2 separate regions of the Sus scrofa genome follow, and region 2 is linked to region 1. The links are chromatin contacts, called in public Hi-C maps. All regions are on one chromosome and are shown on one strand. The core of a region is the stretch at or near the end of the contact, and the rest is flanking DNA. Distances in the headings are between cores, read along the strand shown.

Region 1 (3,683 bases), core at 448-2,947:
TGCACGGTGACCAGACACGTTAATTTTTTTTTTTTTTTGTCTTTTTTTTTGCTATTTCTTGGGCCACTCCCACGGCATATGGAGGTTCCCAGGCTAGGGGTCCAACCGGAGCTGTAGCCACCAGCCTACGCCAGAGCCACAGCAACGCGGGATCCGAGCCGCGTCTGCAACCTACACCACAGCTCACGGCAACGCCGGATCGTTAACCCACTGAGCAAGGGCAGGGACCGAACCCGCAACCTCATGGTTCCTAGTCGGATTTGTTAACCACTGCGCCACGACGGGAACTCCAGACATGTTAATTTTTTATCTTTATACTAAAGGCAAGGGGTAGCCCTTAGACTGCTTTACACAGAGGAGTGACACGTCAGAGTCTCTTTATTCAAGGATTGCTCTTTGCACAACTATAAATGTAATAAATTCATTAAGTAATAAAAAAAATAATAAAGTAGAAAGAAAAAATTAAAAAAAAAAAAAAGGGATTGCTCTGGGGAGTTCCCGTCATGGCTCCGTGGTAATGAACCTGGCTGGTATCCATGAGGACACAGGTTTGATCCCTGGCCTCAATCAGTGGGTTAAGGATCTGGTGTTGCTGTGAGCTGTGGTGTAGGTCACAGACGCAGCTTGGACCCTGCGTTGCTGTGACTGTGGCATAGGCTGGTAGCTGCATCCAACTGACCCCTAGCCTGGGAACTTCCATATGCCACACATGTGGCCCTAAGACAATTAAAATTAAAATTAAAAAAAATTTTAAAAAGAAAAAAAAAAAAAAAAGCAGTCTGAAATGTTGGGCCTAAGCTTGCAAGGTAGACAGACAGAAGCTCAGGAGAAAGAAAGGCTTTGACAGTTCGTGTCCACTGCCTAGTGTTGGTCACACTCCAGCCATGTGCTTCTAAGATGACCCCCAGAGCCAGAGCAGGGAGCCCTGGTTCTGGAAGCAACTGCCCCCTCCCAGCTGTCCCCACCTGGGGCCATGTCAGGCTCACCGTCCACGTCACTGGGCACTTGGCCGAACATGGCCAGATAGGGCTCGTAGATGACCGAGCGGAAGATCCACCTCCAGCGGTGCTCATTCTGCCTGAGGATTCCTTGCCTGGCCACACCGAAGGCCACCATCCAGACAGCGAAGAGGAACAGGAAGAAGAACACGTCGATCAACTGTGACGAGAGGACAGGAGAGCAGGGTCAGGACTATGCCGTGGCTGCTCCCCCACTCCGCCGACCACAGGGGAGCTCAGAGGCTCTGGAGCCCTGGGACCTAAGTCGCCCAACATTCGCTCATTAATTTTTAAAAATGGCCATCATCACCCTCAGGTCTCCAGGCGTCTGTCTCCCAGCATGAAAACTGACAGGCGCATTTTTGCTCCCAGGTCCCCAAACCAGTTCAGTAGCAGAGATGTTCTGAATGAGACCAGCCTGGAGCCCCTCCCTCTCTCCAGTTCTGCAGACCCCTCAGTCATGCCTGCATTGTTTCTTTCCCTAAGGCAAAGCAAAAGCTCTCCTTGTTAGACAGGAATGCACAGTTTCATCTTTTCTAAGGTTCTGCGCACAGAGCATGACCTCATGGTGACTCGATGCCCCAGATACGCTTTGAATTAAAACCACAAACCGGAGCTCAGCCTTGGAAAAGAAACCTCCAGATGAGCTCATCCAAATGCCCATCTGATTTGAAGACAGAGGCACGAGAGGTATGAGTCACGTGGAAAACAAGCTGAAAGAAGCCACATCACCGGTGTGTAATTATCACCCCCCATGAGACGGGTCTGGTAGCGCTTTCCTGACGTCCGTTCCACTTGGTTAGAAAGCTAAAGCTCCAGTCCTCGCTCTACCTCTGGCTCACTGCGTGTCTCCAGACAAACATATTAGCCTCCTTGAACCCGATAGTCCAAATCTATAAAATGGGTATAAAAGTCCCTACACTGCCTGGGCTCTGAGTGTCAAATCTAAATAAAGATCGTTCTCAGAAATGAACAGACTTATGCTCTTTGCTCCTGACAGTCATCCTGTGTTAAATTTTAACTGGAAGGGGCCCCGATGAAAACACATCGGAGAGAGCAAACCCGACCGATGGTGAAATGCAGCCGTCACTCTGCAGACAAAATCCCGTCAGGACAGTGAGAGGAACCTGGGTACAACCGGAAGAAGGACAACTACAAATATTCCTCATTCTTACCATCCTCTGCAACATGATAATCTTGGGTCCTAAGTTTCTGCTGACAGTGAAAATGTGGATCAACCTTAGCGTGAATATGATGTAGTCCAGGCAAAAAATCACGCGTCCGGAGTAGAGAGAGGTTCTGTTGGAAGGATGGAGCCTGTGGGAAGAAGGGGAACAGAATTTGTGAGACGCTAACAAAATATTTCAAAGTGGTACTCTTGAAAAAAACAAGGAGTTCCTATTGTGGCACAGTGGTAACAAACCCAACTGGCATCCGTGAGGACTCGGGTTCCATCCCTGGCCTCACTCCGTGGGTGACGGATCCGGCGTTGCTGTGAGCTGCGGTGTAGGTTGCAAATGGCTCAGATCTAGCATGGCTGCGGCTGTGGTAGAGGCTGGCAGCTTCAGCTCCAATTCAACCCCTAGCCTGGGCACCTCCACATGCTGCAGGTGTGGCCCCAAAAGAGCAAAAAAATCAAAAAATAACCAAAAGCATGGCAACAGCCAGGAGCCGGGGAATGGGATAAAAGGAGTTCCCGTCGTGGCTCAGTGGTTAACGAATCTGACTAGGAACCATGAGGTTTTGGGTTCGATCCCTGGCCTTGCTCAGTGGGTTAAGGATCCAGCGTTGCCGTGAGCCATGGTGAGGGTGCAGAGACGCAGCTTGGATCCTGTGTTGCTGTGACTCTGGCGTAGGCCGGCAGCAACAGCTCCAATTGGACCCCTAGCCTGGGAACCTCCATATGCCAAGAGAATGGCCCTAGAAATGGCAAAAAGACAAAAACAAGTGGGATAAGTGGGATAAAAGGCCAGGGAGCACACCCTCCCGTCAGTGACTGAAATCCAAAGGCCCCAACTTCTGCCCTCATGGACCCCAGGAGGGGCAAGGGGGTCACACAAAACAGAGCTGCCAAGATTCTCGACCCTTTCGTCTTCCATCCCAAATATGACTGCGGGGCCCATCCCGCCATCGCTGACTTCTGGGCTCACAAGGTCTATAATGACTTCAGCCACTTGAGACTCGACCCTGCCAGACATCCCCCCAGGGAAACGTACCTCGTTTGCACCAGATCATGTGATTAGCTAACCACCTGCTAGCGTGTTCATGGACCTCCATATGTGCTTCCTACCTGGGACCCTCTAGAATCACATCCAGCCAACGGCGGCTCAAACACTGGGCCTTTAACCCAAAGGGAGGCGGAAACTGAGGTCTGACCCCATGCAAATCGTCGAGAGAGCACTCGGTGTAAAGCACCTCACTCTGGGTAAACGCACACGTGCACAGTCAGGATTCTGGGCTCCAACAGAAGCACGAGGTTTCCCTTGACGCTCTTTAGGGCAGGCAGGCCTGGAGGGAGCAGGCCTGCACAGGGGGAGCCAAGGCTTGAAGGCTCCCCAACTCCCCTGTCACGTGGAGTCTGGCTGCTTTTCACCTTCAGCCATCATTTCGGCTGGTTTTTCTAATCGCACGCTCTGGCTCTGGGTGGAGGAAATCCTGCAACTGGGAGGGCAGGCTCCAGGAGCA
Region 2 (3,683 bases), core at 717-3,216, 48 kb before region 1:
GGAACGCACCCTTCAGCTTGGCAGCTGGCCAAACCTGCACCTGCACATCCAGCCCAAGTGATCTCACTCTGGCCACAACAGCCTGCTTCTGGGCTGGACGCCTAGCTACAGCATCATCTTCGTGACCTATGGCCCAATTAGAAAAGATAACTGGGACAATTCGATTAATTTCCTGGGAATCTGGATGGGAGAAATGGGGCCAGTTTCTGAAAAGGAAGGGTCAAAATGAATGCACTATATGGACTGGATCTAAGAAGCCGTGACCTGTGTGACCTTCACAGGAGGAGAAGGAGAGGGAGCAAACAAGTTGCACCCTAGGGTGGCACCCAGCAGGGATGGGAGAGACAAGCACCAGGTGGAGAGGAATCCAGCCTTTGGGCCTCTGCGAGGAAGCAGCTGCTGCCTGGACCCCTGGCCGTGTCCATGTGGTTCCAAGTTTCCAGGCATCCTGGCTGCAACGAGTTCTAATTCATAGGACCTGGAACTTTCTAGAACCTGCTCACCTCCCATCTTAACCTAAACTCGCTGGCAGGTATTTCTGCTCCCACCTTACACAGGATGATGAACAAGCAGTGAAATCACTTGGGGCCCAGCTAAGAGGGAGGCCAACTGCTGCTTCGTTTCTCATTTCCTTTGAAGGATGTTTCTGTCTCTTTCTTTGGCAATCACAGCCGTAGTCATTGGAAGCCCATGAAAATTCATCTTTTTCCATTTCCCAAAGATAACAGGAAACAGACTATTACCAAACTGACAAAGGAAAGGGGCTTTCTTTGGCTCAAAAGCCAGAATTTATTTCCTCTAAGTATTAGGAGCAGAACCACTGAACTTGAAAAAGCCTTATTTCTAATAAATAGGCAGTTTTTAATAAAACATCTTAAGAGGAACCATGGAGACTTTGGGTACAGAAGCAGGATATGCGGAGGGTAACATCTGGAAATAGGAAATGAGGCCAGAGGGAAGAAAACGGCAGAAGAATCAGGCTTGCAAAGGAGCTCTGAAAGCTTTATGACAATAATAGCAATTAAATCCTTTCTCTATCAAAACAAACAAACAAACAAAAAAACAAAACAGTGTGAGGGAGCTGAGCAGCTACTATCGGTTTAAACTGGAAATTTTTTCCATGAAAAATTAAATTTAAACTGGAAAACTTTAACTTCATTTTAAACTGGAAACATTTTCAGTTGAAATTTAAGTATTTTTGTACCCCCCAGGTTTTCCCATCGAGGCTCAGTGGAAATGAATCTGACTAGTATCCATGAGGATGTGAGTTTGATTCCTGGCCTCGCTCAGTGGGTTAAGGATCTGGCGTTGCTGTGAGCTGTGGTATATAGGTCACAGATGCAGCTCGGATCTGGTGTTGCCGTGTCTGTGGTGTAGGCCAGTGGCTGCAGCTCCAACTAGACCCCTAGCCTGGGAACCTCCATATGTCAAGGGTGAGGCCCCAAAAAGACCAAAAAGAAATTTCGTACACCCAAAATGACAAAAGAAAGAAAACCAGAAGGAAGAATAAAGAGGATTAGAGAAGACAAAAGGGGCACTTACCCTTTTTAGTGAGCTCCTGAAGGCCCGAAACAGATAGGGGCTCAGCGACTGGGAATTCACTTTGGCCACGGAGGCGCCGACAGCCTCCCTCAGGGAAGATGGGTCGTAGTCATACACGGGAAAACCTGGACGCCCAAGCACGCGGGGACACGGTGAGACAGGGCACACGGGTGGGGCAGCTCCACATCACTAGGTGCAGGTGGCCCTGTCTCTGAGCCCCTTACCTGCACAGGACCAGAAGCTCGTTCCCAGGACAAACATCGCCAACATCCTCATCGCCCTCTTCTCCATGTTGGGAAGAACAGCTTCAGTTCAGAGCCAGGGAGACCGTCCCTGTGCCTTTGGGGGCCACAAGTCGCCCTGAAAACAGCTCTTTATCAAATGTGACCTGGCTTGCTCTCTCTCTCTGACTGGAGCAGACGGCAGCCTTAGCAGAAATAATTGATCCCGAAGAGTCAATATTTTCTGCTGGCTCTTCCTGTGGAAAGGTCCAGTTTGGGGCCACTTTTGAAATTTCAACCTCACCACGGGACTTTAACCTGCAGCCAGACAGCAGCCAAGAGGCAGGATTCCATGGGCACTATTTGTTTTTCTCTATTTTAATTTCATTCACATGGACGGCCTAGTTCCCTTTATTTCATTTTGTCTTAGAAGGAGGGAGTGTCATCTTACTTTCAACGAAACAGATAATTTTTTAAATTTATTTTATTGAAATATGGTTGCTTGACAATGTGTGAATTTCTGCTGGACCGCTAAGTGATTCAGTTAAACACATACAGGTATCATTTTTCACATTCTTTTCCGTTATGGTTCATCACAGGATGTTGAATATAGTTCCCCGTGCTATTCAGTAGCCTTGCTGTTTACCCAATAGCTTGCATCCACTAATACCGGACTCCCAAATCCATCCCTCCCCCATTCTTGCTCTTGACAACCGCAGTCTCTTCTCTATGTTTGTGAGTTTGTTTCCGCAAAATACTTAATTTCAAATTGTCATCCACTTAGTTCCCTTCCATGCTCCTAAAGATTTCGCAGTTGGCTGTTTGCAAACACTGTGTGGTTATTTCACGATCTTACTGGAAATTATGATTATAAAGGAGAGACTTTACTCTGTAGGAACTAAAAACGCCAACCAAGATCATCTGCAGTCAACAGTGGTGACACAGCTCCTGCCCACCAACCTTCTCTGCTAATGGATATTTTTGCACCTCACCTGGATAATGAGATGTTTGCATACTGATGATTCTCATGCGCTGTAAGAGCTGAAGGTAGTTTATGAATCATTAAGAAGAAGAGATGCTTTACAGTAAATACAGGTTGTGTGACATACAGCTCATGGTGGTCTCATTCTTTGAATTCATGTGTAAGAAGCTGACTTGTTCTAGGATTCAGAAACACCTGGACCAGAATCCTGGCTCTACCTTTGTCAGGGGTATATCTGTGGGCATCATCCTCAATGCCTCTGAACCTCAACTTCCTCACCGATAAGGTGAGCATAAATGGTTCAATGTAAAGATGAACTATTAGTCAGAGAGGCACAGAGAGACAGAGAGAGATTGCTTTCAAGGATTCAGTTTGTGCGACGGCACGGCACGGCAAGTTCAAAATCTTCAGATGGGTTGGAAGGCTGGATTCCCAAGAAAGAGTTGCAGGTTGAGTCCAAAGGCCATTTACTGCCACAATGCCTTCCTGCTGGGGAGGTCAGTCTTTGTATAGTCAAGTCTTCAACTGACTGGATGCGGCCCACCCATAATAAGGAGAATAATCTGTTTCCTCAGCATCCACTGACTTACAAGTTAATCTCTCCTAAAAATTATCACAGAAACATCCACAATAATGCTTGGCCAAATATCTGGGCACCAGAGCCAAGCTGACACATAAAATGAACCATCATATAAAAATTAAATCACAAGCCCTTGGAAGAACACTTGGCAAATGAATTGCTCGATAAATGGTAACTGCTAGTAAGAATTCAATTCGATAAATATTTTTTAGTAGCTGCTATGTAATAGGCAAGTGGTCCAGGGAACATCTAAAAGAACTAATCATCTAGCTCATGCTGCTTATAAACAAGGCACATAGAAGGGCCAATGAGAGAGGCATAAATTGCTCTGAGAATTCTTGGAGGTGGTGGGGCCATT

Evidence for each region. Hi-C and Micro-C count contacts between places; a contact is called where the count stands out from the background.
Region 2: a Hi-C map of liver shows a contact between it and region 1, with 7 times the contacts expected there. The contact joins the promoter of SPP2 here to the enhancer-like site in region 1. A contact is called at or near these places in 1 of 5 promoter capture datasets (liver) and 7 of 47 Hi-C or Micro-C datasets (fetal liver, liver and skeletal muscle).

What each region holds. Positions count from the first base shown.
Region 1 is chr15:134,232,980-134,236,662 of Sscrofa11.1, reverse strand. It overlaps TRPM8 (transient receptor potential cation channel subfamily M member 8), which reads right to left. Exons shown (of 28, transcript XM_021074741.1): 21 at 2,174-2,315; 22 at 987-1,158. Among named protein-coding and RNA genes, the nearest start is that of SPP2, 48 kb to the left of the region's middle. Within about 2 kb of position 1,697, at least 12 of the 83 cell types and tissues checked have an H3K27ac peak or open chromatin away from gene starts, as enhancers often do. A contact at or near this core is called in liver, where this site is marked.
Region 2 is chr15:134,281,069-134,284,751 of Sscrofa11.1, reverse strand. SPP2 (secreted phosphoprotein 2) reads right to left here and starts at 1,966. Exons shown (of 8, transcript NM_213780.1): 1 at 1,767-1,966; 2 at 1,543-1,667. The coding sequence starts at 1,833.